2 separate regions of the Gossypium hirsutum genome follow, and region 1 is linked to region 2. Evidence: chromatin contacts called from public Hi-C data. All regions are on one chromosome and are shown on one strand. Each heading gives the region's core, a stretch centred on a gene start, on an enhancer-like site or on the middle of the called end of the contact. The rest is flanking DNA. Distances are from core to core; before and after follow the strand shown. Region 1 holds the start of LOC107945202 (sulfite reductase [ferredoxin], chloroplastic). Region 2 holds the start of LOC121212654 (histone H3.2).

What was found. A called contact is a pair of places that touch in the nucleus more often than the background predicts.
Region 1: a Hi-C map of leaf shows a contact between it and region 2, with 1.7 times the contacts expected there. The contact joins the promoter of LOC107945202 here to the promoter of LOC121212654 in region 2. A contact is called at or near these places in 6 of 34 Hi-C or Micro-C datasets (hypocotyl, leaf and petal).

The regions. Positions count from the first base shown.
Region 1 is chrA13:110,042,894-110,049,679 of Gossypium_hirsutum_v2.1, reverse strand. LOC107945202 (sulfite reductase [ferredoxin], chloroplastic) reads right to left here and starts at 1,972. Exons shown (of 8, transcript XM_016879087.2): 1 at 1,659-1,972; 2 at 189-974. The coding sequence starts at 1,829. LOC121212660 (nuclear transcription factor Y subunit A-1) reads right to left here. Exons shown (of 6, transcript XM_041085862.1): 5 at 6,250-6,414; 6 at 5,348-6,044. The coding sequence ends at 5,718.
Region 2 is chrA13:109,916,828-109,923,616 of Gossypium_hirsutum_v2.1, reverse strand. It overlaps LOC121212654 (histone H3.2), which reads left to right and starts at 4,637. Exons shown (of 1, transcript XM_041085856.1): 1 at 4,637-5,287. The coding sequence starts at 4,732. The coding sequence ends at 5,142. It overlaps LOC107945277, which reads left to right. Exons shown (of 7, transcript XM_016879233.2): 1 at 1-90; 2 at 517-708; 3 at 781-909; 4 at 1,017-1,136; 5 at 1,226-1,312; 6 at 2,198-2,643; 7 at 2,724-2,980. The coding sequence ends at 2,724.

The DNA.
Region 1 (6,786 bases), core at 723-3,222, 130 kb before region 2:
AAACTGAGATAGCTGACCGAATAACCAGTCAGTTACATGTGGTACGCCACGTGTAACTCATGCTAACTTATAGGGATCAGCTTTTAACAGTAATACAATGACTAATTTGCTCTTTCTTTAAGTAAAAGGACAAAATGCGATCCGTCTCCTAGTACAAGGACCACTCGATCCTACAGTAATAATCTTACGTATATGTTGAACCCTTGAGGCTCCCCGTTTTCATCGAAGACCACCACTACACCGATATCATTCGTGAGAATATCCACCGAGTTATCAGTTGGCACAGTCACAGCAATCTTAAACTTCCTAGGCAAGAACTGTGTACCATATATCGGCTCCGGAGAATCTGGGAAATTCGTTCCGTGAGAGTTATCATTCCTAGCTTTCACAACTTCCGGAGGTTCCGAAGTCATAAATTTCTCTCCATCCACCCATACATCATAATAAAACCCCGATTGCGGAGTCAACAATGCCGCAATATTCTCTGCAGTTTCTTGCGCAAACTTATATTCTTTCGTCATAAACGGTGCAGCTGGAGCAAGCACATTTCGATTAAGATCCCCACACGCACCGAGAGTCGACCCCATGTTTCTAATAATAGTACTCATAACAGTCTTGAGATCTTTTTTCAAAACACCATGGAGTTGAAACGTTTGCCTCGTCGTTAAACGTAATGTTCCGATACCGAATTGATCGGCGAGATCATCCATAGTTAAGTAAAGCTGGTTCGGGACTTTCCCACCGGGGTTTTTAGTTCGAAGCATGAACGAATACGACCGAGTACCACGTTCATCTCGGTTATATTGTTGATAACTGCCATGGAACTTAATTAATTGTGTTGAAGCTTCGTTTATGTTGGGTGTATCTGTATATATTTCTTCATTGAGAGGGTATCTAATGAAATTACTTTGTTCTTTAAAGATTTCAACTTTGCTTCGTTTTGGTTCTGCTGTACTTGTTTCAGGCTTCAATGGCTGCAATGGGATTCAAGCAAAGACGCAAATTAATATAAATAATTCTCAAATTTAAAATATGAATTAATATTTTATTTCTAAAATATATACCTATTAATAGATAAACAAAAAATTGAAGGGAAAACAGTGTCAATTGATCATTTGACATTAGCAACTTTCTTAAGATTTTCCCACACTCTCTTAGCTTCCAAACAACAATTAACATTCAAAATGATATTATTTCCAAAATATGCACACAAAAAAATGAATTTAAGGGAAAAGTAAAGTGTCAATTGATCATTTGACATTAGCAATTTCTCAGAAAGTAAAAAAGAATGAAATGTATTTTTTTTGTAAGGGACAAGCTGAGAAAAGAGAGTGAAAAGGAAAACAATTTGAAAAAAAAAAAGTTACAAGATTTTCCCACACTTTCTTAGAGTCCGAACAAAAATTAACATTCAAAATGAAACAAATCAATATTAGTTCCAAAATATGCAAAATAATAATAATAATAAAGGGAAAACAGTCTCAAACTGATCATTTGACATTAGCAATTTCTCAGAAAGTAATAAAGAATGAATTTTTTTTTTAGGGACAGGCTGAGATAAGAGAGTGAAAAGCAATACAATTTGCCAAAAAGTTACAAGATTTTCCCACACTTTCTTAGATTCCAAACAACAATTAACATTCAAAAAAAAAACTGACCGTGGAGACAGCTCTAATGAGAGTAGGAGTGCAAAAAGGAAGGGGAAACACACGAAGATTCCTCGTCAAAGCTATGGAATTGGAAGATTTCAACCCCGTGAAGCTCTGAAATCGGATCTTGGGATCGGTCGGCGTGAGAGTACCGGTCGTAGTTCCAAACGACGTCGTCATTGCTTAGAATGAAAAAACTAAAAGGCTTTACTAAAGAAAGGTATAGCAACAATGGTGAAGAGATAAAAGCAGAGAATTTGATGCTTTTCTCTTTATTGATAGAGAAGAAGAAGAAGTGGATTTTATTTGTGTGAAGTGCGATAATTATAAAAATAAGAAGAGGAAGTGTTATTTGTTTTTGCTAAGGTGCGCCAATGGTCACGTGCCTGACACGGGACATTTTTTTTTCCCTGTTGAATATGGACATTGATAACATGCCCACGCGCAATGCATTACTCGCGGCACTTAATTAGAGATGGCAACCTTTAACATAATTAATTAATTAAATTATACTTTTATAAAAATCGTATAAAAAATTATAAAATACATAAAAAAATTATAATTTTTAATATTTTTTATTAATTTTTATTTTTTACTATTTTTTTGTCACATGTCACTTCGTGATTGTGATACGTTGTGACTTTAACTAATATAAATTAGGGACTAACTTTAACGGTCAAAGGGCATTTTTAATGAATTTTGACAGTTTAAGTACTCAACTGAGTGAAAAAAGCAGGGGCTTAATTGATTTTTATTTTATTTTTAAAGGCATTTTTTATGCATTTTGAAAGTTTAAGTACCCAAATGAGTGTAGAAAAACAGTGGCTTAATTAATTTATTTTTTTGAAAAATTTTGAAGACTTTTTTGATACATTTTAAAAATTCAAATACCTAATTAAATACAAAAAAAATGCAAGAGCTTAATTGCTTTTTTTCAAAAAGTTTAAGGGTTTTTTACACCATTAAACTTAAAAATGGCAACCTTTAACATGATTGAAATTCTACTCGATTCGAAATTAAATATTATTATAAATTTTATTATATATTTAAAATTAATATTACATCGAGGCAATATGGGATGAATTTTTTCTAAACTCAACTTGATTTGATTAATTAAAGAATTAAATCCATCTTAACCCAAACCCTATTTCATAAAAAAATAATTAACCTTATCGAATCAAGTTAAGTCGTATCAAATCTGAGATTTTTTTACCATCATTATGTTTAATTAGTAATTTAAAAATAAATTTGAATAAATAACGTAATTCAAAGCGTGACAAATACCTCTTTAAAGAGAAATTATCAAATAAAATTCTCCGTCAAATTAGACCTGTTCATGGGTTAGACTATCAGTCTGAAATTTAGGAGGGTTTAGGCAAAAATATTAAGCTCAAAAAATGAGTCTGGGCAAAAAATTAAGCCCATTTAAAATACGGGTTGAGATTGGGCTTTAACGTTCAAGACCCAAGCCAAACCCAACTTATTTTTTAGTTTATAATACCTAATATTATGTTATTTTTATATATTTTGTAATTTAAAACACATTAAAAAATAAATCTATACTAAATATATAATACTACTCTAATGTAAGCATTAAAATGATGTTAAGTTAACTATATAAAAAAATTCAATAAATAAAAAATTTATAAAATTATTAAATATTAAAATAAAATAAATATTTTTTAAAAAATAATATGGGCAAGTCTAAAATGGGCCTGGGTTAATAATTTGCAAATATAGGCCGATTTGAATAAAATTTTAAGCTCATATTTCAGGTCGAGCCAAGTTTGGACAAATATGAAATATTTAATATCATACTTAGGTCCGGCCCATGAATACTTCTATGTCAAAAACGATCCATTCCAATAATATCACGTGACATGAGTATCTTTTACATGTCAACATATCAGTTTGTTCTCTAATCCAAAATTCTCAACTTTTCAATAATAAAATGTTAAATTTATGTTTATCTTTTTAAAAATTTGTAAAATTCCTAACTTTCATTTTTATTTTATTTTACCAAAATAAAAAATTAGAAAGTGATTAAAATTTTGTATTTACAATTTAGTCCTCAAATTAACATTCCCCAAATTTGGAATATAAGCTTCGACTGTAGAAAACAAAAAATAAAAATAAAAAAATAGCGCGTTACAAATGTCAAAATAAAGCGCGTGAAAAGTTATTGGACAAAGATACGAAAACAAATATGGAGTTTAGTGGTACATTGAACTTGGACGGAATTACGTTTTCACCCACTGTGCAGTAGGTTATGGCGTCCCCATTTTTATTTCTAAAAAACCCCGTTACATAAAGTGATTAAAAATCATTTATTTATTTTAAAAGCATTTTTATTAATTTAAAAAATAAATTTTATTTTTAAAATACTAATTTAATAATTTTTATTATATATCTGGTAATAGTTCCTATTTTGAAAAATAAATATAAAAATCTAAAGAGAAATTTATTAAGTAGATGAAGGTTTAGGGTTTAAAGGGCAATTATTGATTTTTATCAAAACCCTAAAATAATTAAAAATTCAGTAATAATATTATTTTGTTGACTGATGATAGGAAAAAGGAGTCCTTGGCCGTCAACTTAATTAAAGGTCACCACTTTTTTTTTTTTTAATACAAAGGTCACCACTTACATCATACTAACATATTCATCTAATTTGATAATTAAATTAATAATTAAATCAACACTTAATAGTATAAATAATAAAATAGATGTAAAAGAAGCTTTATACCAATCATCCATATTTAATCATGCTACTTTATTTTTTTATTTTAATTACATATAATTTAATTATTTTATTTTTATAAATATTTTAATTTATTTTGTAATTTACTCTTTTTTTTTAAAAAAGTAAAAAAATCAAATTTTGTTGTATTTATTTTTAGGTTAAAATATGAGCTTAGAGGTAGAGGTGTTCATGAGCTGGATTAGGTCAAGTTCGGGTAGGCCTAAATATGATATTAACATATTTTAAATTTGCTCAAACTTGACCTAAATATGGGTTTAAAATTTTGTCAAAATTTACCTATATTTACAAAAGACTAACCCAGACTCATTTTAGGGTCACCTATATTATTATTTTTTTAAATATTTATATTATATTATTTTAATATTTAATAAATTTATATATTTTTTAGTTATTAAAATTTTTATATAATCATCTTAACATTATTTTAATGTTTATATTATTCTATATAGATTTATTTTTTAATGTGTTTTAAATTACATAATATATAAAATTAACATTATATAAAATATTATAGACTTGAAAAAGGGTCATGTTGGGCTACGCTTTAGCTTTAAATGTTTTAAGTCCGAGCTCGACCCATATTTTAAACGGACATAATAATTTTACTCAAACCCTCTCAAATTTCGAAAGAACCTTCGATTTAAAAAGATAATTCGACCCATGAACAAGTCTACTTAAAAGTCTATATACCCTTCTTAGATTCAGAATTCAGTCTCTCTCTACTTCTATCATTCTGTTTTAAACCTCATTAAACTTCTTTATTAAATTCACTAAAAACTGAACTTTGCATTTTTAAAACTAAAAAAATAAATGGGCCTAAATTCCTTAAAAATAAAAAGTATAGGGAGCATATTTCAAATAGTTGAAGAGATAGGGACCTGCAACACATTTTAACTTATATTTTGTAGATGTTATAATAAAAAGGCAAATAGCATGCTCCCAAAAGGCTCATATATTTAACGTTTAAAAAAGTGTCACCATTATAAAAAAACTGCTAATCCAAACTACAAAAACATCAGGTTTTTTTTTTTTTTTTTAAACTTAAAACGACGAAAGCCCTGGGTGCAATCTACTAGTTATCAAATATTTCTCACAAACTCTACTAATTTAACTACTTACTTTTTCAGTTCTATTCAACGGTATATTTACAAAAATGCAGCTTTGGGAAAAATTATAGAAGCACAGACAAGACGAAAACGATGTCCGGGTCTCGTACAATCTCTTCTCCCCTTCCATATAACCGAAGCCAAGAATGATTTGCCGCCTCGCTAATGCATTGCCATGACTGTAACCGTCTCTGGAGTTCAACCCTTCAGCTTTTGAAAGGATTGTCCTCCATTCACCGGATAGAAAGCGGCCTGATTGGAGATGTTACCACCTAGCTTCTGATAATGGCTGCCGCCGTTGACATGGTGGATGCCATGCTGGGTGAGGGAGGAGGTCCAGGTTTCGTTGGAATCAGTTTGTAATGGTTCAGAACCGGAGGAACTTGGAGATTGGGATGATAACGTGGGACCTGAACCTGATCCTTTTTCTTCTCCTGGATTGGTATCTGTTTTCTTTGCAAAACGTCCTCCACTACCTCTCGCCCTACGTAAAGCATGCTGGTGCCTTGATTCGTGAAGATAAGGCTGTAGGCCATAGAAGATGTGGTATTACAAGGATAAAGGTCAGACGACATGCATATATGTAATAGAGTCGAACCATATAAACAATAAAAAGAACCAAGTTTCTCCCTATGTTGAGGTTCGAACTTTAATAGTCAATATTTTGAAAAAGATCTCTTGTTTAAACTGCACAATTATCAATACCGTGAGTATGTGGTTTTAGATTTACCTTTCGGGATTTAACAACCTTCTTCTCAAGTTCTGCTTTGGCACGGGCCTGCCTTCGCCTGAGAATTCCTTGGTACTGTTTGGCATTTACATAAACAGGCTCTTGTGCCATTTCAATCGGCAAAGTCATTCTTGCATGAGGCATTCCAACAAACGGAGGATAACCCTAGCCATTGCAAAAATTTATTCATTAGAAAGTGTACCATGTCTTGTCCGTCAAATATCAAAAGAAGGTTCTTAAACGAAGAAGCTTACTGTAATGGTGCTCTTGCTTTCAAGAATTTTATCATATTATAACAAATAAACTAGAAGAAGAACAAGTGACAATTCGTGACTTAGGCCTGGTAATGTAATAAAATCATGCTTCAGTCAGATTTCCCTGTTCCCTAGTATCCCAATGCCAACCCCCAATATGCCAAGACCATATACAAAGATAGGAGACCACCAAGGTGTGGCCTATTAGCCAAGTGTTCACCTTCCCCTAGAATAGCTTGGGATCGAATCACAGTTGTACCAAATATATATATATAAACAAAGA
Region 2 (6,789 bases), core at 3,388-5,887:
TTCTTGATCGTGGCGGTGATCGGCGTCGCAACTGCCGAGTCTAAGAAGAATTGGTTGATAAGCCACCTAAGAAAATCGGTCGAGTTGAGGGTATGTTTTTCTATTTTCCTGTTTAAATTTAATTAGGTTTCTAATTTATTGATCTCTGGAGTTTTTGTTGTTCAATTAATTCAATTGTTGTTAATCTAATGAAGTTTTGATTCAACTATATATGATTAAGAAAATATCTATGTTGTTAAATTGCTTAATGATTACCCATATACATATCTCTATTATCAGTTACAAATATAATTGCTCAACTTAATTGACTTATAACAGTCTTTTTTCCCCTTTTGGTTAGTGAACACTTGAAATTCAAATTCAGATGTATTGGATTTGATTATTTTGCTATTATTGTGTACAAAAAAAACCCATTTCCATGTTGAATTTTTGGAAATTCAAGCGTCTTTTTGAGTCATTTCTGTGCGGAATTGGCAAAAATCAATCTGATTTAGTTTTATATAAATGGATTTTTAGGATGAGGTGCTTTCAAGCATGCAGCAGAAGGTAGACAATCTATGCGAACAGCTGAATAACGGCGACGAGAAGCCCAGAACTGGGGCTAAAATAGAAGTAGGAACTCCATTGAATGAAACTTTTGGCTCTGGGAGTATGAAGGTTGATGACTGTGGTTGTTGGATTTGCTATCAACATCGCGACCAATTTAAAGTAAGAACAGGATTTATGGAAGTCATGAGTAAAATTATCTTTTTCGGGTCACTTACTTTGTTGATGTGTCAGGGTAACTATATGGTGAAAAACTCTAGTGGGAGTGTGACGCCATTACCAAATGAGACTGAACAAGAGGAGCGCCGCATGTCTGATTTGTCAGACTGGGCTTCAAGTGTCACGTCTGCATCTGAAATCCAGGTGATGATGGATTTTTATGTCTTTTGGAGTGCCGGAACCCGTTTTATGTTCATTGACATTGGCTTCCGAGTTTTCTTTAGTTTTTTGATGTGCATGGTTTTTTGCAGTTGAATAATCTTGCAATAGAGCAGGATATTTTCAATCTTAAGAGGGAATGTGAAGAGAAGGATGCTATCATAAAGGAACTAAACACTTCTGTCCAATCAACCAATATGGCTAGTTCGAAGGTAATGTTTCGTTTTTGTTCACCTTTTTCGCTTGCTATACTTTGTCCTTCGGTTATTTGAGTTCGAGTGTTAACATTTTCTGATAACAGAGGATATCGGAGTTGGAGGACATTATACGCAGAAAGAGCACGACAATCACTAGATTGAAGAAGGACATGGTGGTTCTAGAACAAAAGGTAAGTCGTTCTTAGCACAGCTTTAGCTTTAAATTTAGGAAATAAATGCAAGAAACAACTAATCTAAACCTTGCATGATATCCAGGAACCTACTTTATCCATTTGTTTCTTTTACCTATGGCAATTCTTTTTTTTCTATCAAGTTCTATAGAAATCAACTATAATATCTAATTGGGTTAAATCACTTTTTGGGGCTTAAACTTGGCATTTATTCTCAAATTGGGGCCTGAATTTTTTTAATCCAAATTAGGCCCTGAACTTGACAATTGTTCTCACATTGAGGTCTGAACTTTTTTTTTTTTGTCAAAGTTAGGCATTGAACTTCGCAATTGTTCCCGCATTGAGGTCTGAACTTCTTTTTGTCCAAGTTAAGCCTTGAACTTGGCAATTGTTCCGACATTGAGGTCTGAACTTTTTTTTGGTCTAAGTTAGTCATTGATATTTTCTTGAAAACCCTAAAATTCAAGTTCTAATGTAAGAACAGTTGTCAAGTGTATGCCCTGATATGGGAACAATTGCCAAGTTCAGGGATTAACTCAGACAAAAAAGTTCAAGCACCAAATAGTGATTTAACCCTATCTAATTCTCCATTTTGGTGTATAATATGGAAACTAAGAATATTAATCAGCCTTTCCATGCACAGGAATGAAAAAAAAAGAGCCAAATGTGAATGTTATTGTTCAAAAACAATAAAAAAAAGTATGGACTATCATGATGGATGATTTGCAACAATTTCTTGTTTATGGATAGTTTCTCTTGATGATTTTCTTGTATGATTGATGTGTTAGAGGCTTAGATGCAATAAAATTTCAGACTCGATATGATTAATATGGTGTCGATCGTTGCCATATCCTTTATTTCAATCATACATATATTTACATACAGGTTGTCCACTTGACAAGGCTTCAGAGACCTTCCTCTTCCACCTCAAGTCCGAACTATTGGCAAACTCCAGTCATGACAGATAACCTCCTTTATGACATGGATAGTACTACTAGTCCTTCCTCATCTGATTCGGATTGCTTACCAAAGATCCAACCACAAGCTCCGGTTCCCAAAGTTGAGGAAGTTTGTTTCAAGAACAATGACATTGCTTTAGACAAAGAACAAAAATCAGCACCTGCAAAAGTTACAAGCTCTTTTACGGGACAGACCGCATACCGTTCGATGCCTGAACCGGCTACTCCATTAAGAGAAATATCAATGAATCAAAGATCTAAACCACCATCTTCAAGGCAAAGGCAAGTATCAGCTAGTCAAGATTCAAAGCGAATTAAGAAGCAAACTCGAAGTGTATCGAAAGATTCTACCTCGAAGAAGAGATGGGCTTAGTAAGTACTCAGAAACTAGATGGTTTAGTACTTAGAAACTTTATCCTGTTCTAACACTTTGTTGTACCTTTTTTTTTTAGGTTGCTCCATTCAGTGCATCTACAGATGATATATGCTGGAATATGATTTTTGCAGTTCAAAGATGAATCCAAAGATTAAATGTGCAGGAGATATATTATTCAGGCTAGTACATATCTATATGTTCAAAAAAGTTATGCTGTTTTATGTTTTAATTTTGTTATTTGGTACAGCTAGTATAAGTCTTTGTGAATTTCTAAAGGTTAATAATGTGAATTCAATACATTTTATGAGTATATTTAATGGATGGTTATTCTCATAGAAAATGAAGTTATGTATATGATCTAGTTAGAGTTTAAGTGCCTAAAATTTTTATAGAGGATAATGGATTCTTTAGTTTTCTAATTTTACAAAAAAAAGTTGTTATAATCTTTTATTTAGTTTTAATTTTTAAATTTGCGTTGTTTGTCATATATCATGATGTAGTATTCATGTGGTACTTTAAACCGTTAATGTAACAAGTGCAACATTAAACACAAAGTTCGTGCTAGGTAAATATAATCTTTTTAACCATATTGAATAAATAAAAATTGATCTTGAATCAATCATATTAGGAAACAAATGAATTTTGGTTATCCTAATATTAAAAAATATAATTATTTGGGTTTGGGTCCAATCTGCTACTTTTATAAGCATCAAGACTTCTAAAATAGTCATTTAAGGGCTTAATATTTATAAAAAATGTTCAAATAAAGACTTTTCATGCACTTTAGTCAAATTTGTAGTAAAAATTAAGTGAATGTTAACATATTTAAAATAAAACACATAATAGTTGAATTAGATATTACTTGAAAAGAAAAGAAAATAATAAAAACATAATTTAAAACATGATATATGAACTTTAAAAAGTCCTTATTTGAGCATTTGCGAAAAGGTTTGTCTTTTATTTGACAATTTTGAAAGGTTTGGCCTTTATTTGAATACTTTTGTAAACGTTAGGCCATTATATGACAATTTTAAAAGGTTTAACTCTTATGTGAATAACTCTTAAAAGGCTATGTCTAAATCTGATTGTGGGTCGGGTCGTGCCAAATTTTAAGCTCGTTTTCTAGGCTTGTTTCAAAAAATGGGTCTAAAATTTTGCCTAAGTCTAACCAGATAACAAATACTAAACGAGCTCACTCTGCCTACTCGTATTAAATTTTTTTATATAAAAATAAATTTAAAAAATACAATACATCAATTACACTCAAAACATTAAAATGAATGTTTTCCAGCAAATTAAAAGAGTTATACAATATTTAAACAATAATAACAAAACAATAGTAATATAATAGTAAAATGGTAGGAAAACAAGAGCAAAAAATTTTAAGTAGATTCGGATTGGGATAGTCGGCATGAGATAAAAAATCTTATTCGAGGCTCAATCCGTTTAAAAAATGGGATTTATTTTTTGTAAAAACTCATTTTTTAAGTACTTATTTTTACCTAAACTATTTCACTTTTTAAATGGATTTTTAGACTTGACGGGATCCAAGTCTAATAAAAATTTTAAAACGATGTTATATTCGTAATGAGATTAGTAATTTATGAAAATTTAATTATTTCCATACAAAATTAAAATTTATATATCGAATTAAATTGTCAAGTATATTTTTAAAATTTTGTTCCTTTAAAAAATAACTCACAAATTAAGTATACTTTGGATCATTTGAGGAGGAAAGGGTAAATGACAAATTAGTGTCACAACGAAGAGGTAATTACCAACCAGTGTGAGGGTTCAAGATCCGTGACAATTTCAAAAAAGGAAAACTATTGGTCATTCACACAGCACACGGATCGTAAACTCTAAAAGTATCCACAGCCGTTGATGAATCATGTAATACAATCTAACCGTCCAGATTTAATCTTTGAAAAGTTTTCGAAATTCCCGCGTTCTCTCTCAAAATTTCTTTTATATATGCTCTCAAATCCACTCCTCTCTTCATCAGTTTCCCATCGAATTTCTCAGCAACCAAACAAAATCTTCCATTGTCTTCTAGAACTTTCCAAGCACACTAGAGTTAATCAATGGCTCGTACAAAGCAAACAGCCAGGAAATCAACCGGTGGAAAAGCTCCACGTAAGCAACTGGCGACGAAAGCCGCGAGGAAATCAGCTCCAGCCACCGGAGGAGTGAAGAAGCCTCACCGTTTCAGGCCAGGAACAGTGGCGTTGAGAGAAATCAGGAAGTACCAGAAGAGTACCGAGCTTTTGATCCGTAAACTTCCGTTCCAAAGGCTAGTAAGGGAAATCGCTCAAGATTTCAAGACGGATCTGAGATTCCAAAGTAGTGCGGTGGCGGCTTTACAAGAAGCGGCGGAAGCTTATCTGGTTGGCCTGTTTGAGGATACCAATCTCTGTGCTATTCATGCCAAGAGGGTTACTATTATGCCTAAAGATATTCAACTGGCTCGGAGGATTAGAGGAGAGAGAGCTTAAATAATGTATATGGTGATTTGCTTTGAATGATTTATGCTTTTAGGATCTGTGTTGTTATGTTTTCTCTAGATGTAGATCTCTCAGTTTAGTGGTTTGTGTTCAGTGATTGATGAAATGAAAGTTTGGAAAGATCTAATTAGTAGTACTTTGGATTGAATTTAATCTTCGTTGAAATCCGTTTCATTTTGTTATCTGATCTATCTCTCTTTTGTTGTTTGTTTGAATTTTCAAAGTATTTGGATGCTTCCAGTCACCCAATTGAAGTACAGCATATAGTCTCGTCCAATGCTGAAGTACTCTTATTCCCAGGTTTTTTCTTCTTTTTAATTAATCCTTTTGTTTTAAAAATCAATTATGTTTCTGTTTGGTTCAATATAATGATGAATTTTTTGCAGTTCACAATCCACTGGTTTGTTGTTTTAATTTGATTAGATAAATTCAGATTGGTATTTATTATGTGTTTTAGTTTGATTCAATATTTTAGATTTGTTTTCTTTTTACTTGGTTTCGCCTAAAAAAATTAAATTAAAAATGCTAAAATCGACTATTTGTGTAGTTTATATCTACTCTTTTTTAAATTACTTTTCATATATAAATAAATTTTAAAAATATATATCAAATATATTAAAAAATGTTTTCAGCAAATTAAAAATACATAAAAAATAGTTTTTATACTTAAATAAAATTATGATGATTGCAATTTAACATGTAAATGTCTTTAAACAATATTAAAATTAATAATAATAATAAAATAATATTAATATAATAACAAAATAATAGTAAAATAGTTGATTCAGGCCAAGTTTGGGGTTAAAAAATTTTTACTGAAAACTTGTCCGGTTTAGAAAACAAGCTTATATTTTTACAATTTTGTCTAAACTCTTTTATTTTTTGAATGAATTTAAATAAATAATCTAATTAATAATAAAATTTAATTTTGACTGATTCGTGATTTAATCGATTTCATCAACTAGCTCAAGTATCATTGTTGTTAGATGGTTTGCTATCAGATACATGCAAACAAAATGGTTGGTTGCTGTGTCTAGCTACGGCATAAGCAACTAGCACTAGTTGTAATCATGAATTAAAGGATTAAGCGCCGCATTCTTTTGAGTGGGGTTAGTAATGAGCATTCTTTTGAGTTAGCGGTACATTTACTTGTAATAAAAATAACGGTAATAGTGAGATAAGATAATATAGTAATATTATAGTATAAGATAAAAAAAATTAAACGGTAATAGTAAGATAAGATAGTATAATAATATTGTAACAGGAGACAAAAAAGAAGGTATTAGCACTACACTAAAAATAAACATCGATATAAAGGGACATTAAGATTTTGGCAGCCCAAAGTTCAACAATCATTTTAGGCATCTTGTGGTCAAATAAATCTGAGTTTAAACAATTGAATTTGATTGTTTTATTTGTAAATTAGATTTGAGTTTGGGTTAATGACAAGTAAATATTTTCTTGGGTTGGATTAATTTTTTTTATTAAATCGAAGTAAAATGAATTTAGATTTGAGAATTAGTTCTATGAACGTAGTTTTAAATTATTTAATATGTCAACCACAAACATTAATTGCAAATGCAAATGGTTCAAACGACTATCTGAGAAAATTGAGTTAATGGGTGTTATTAAACCAGA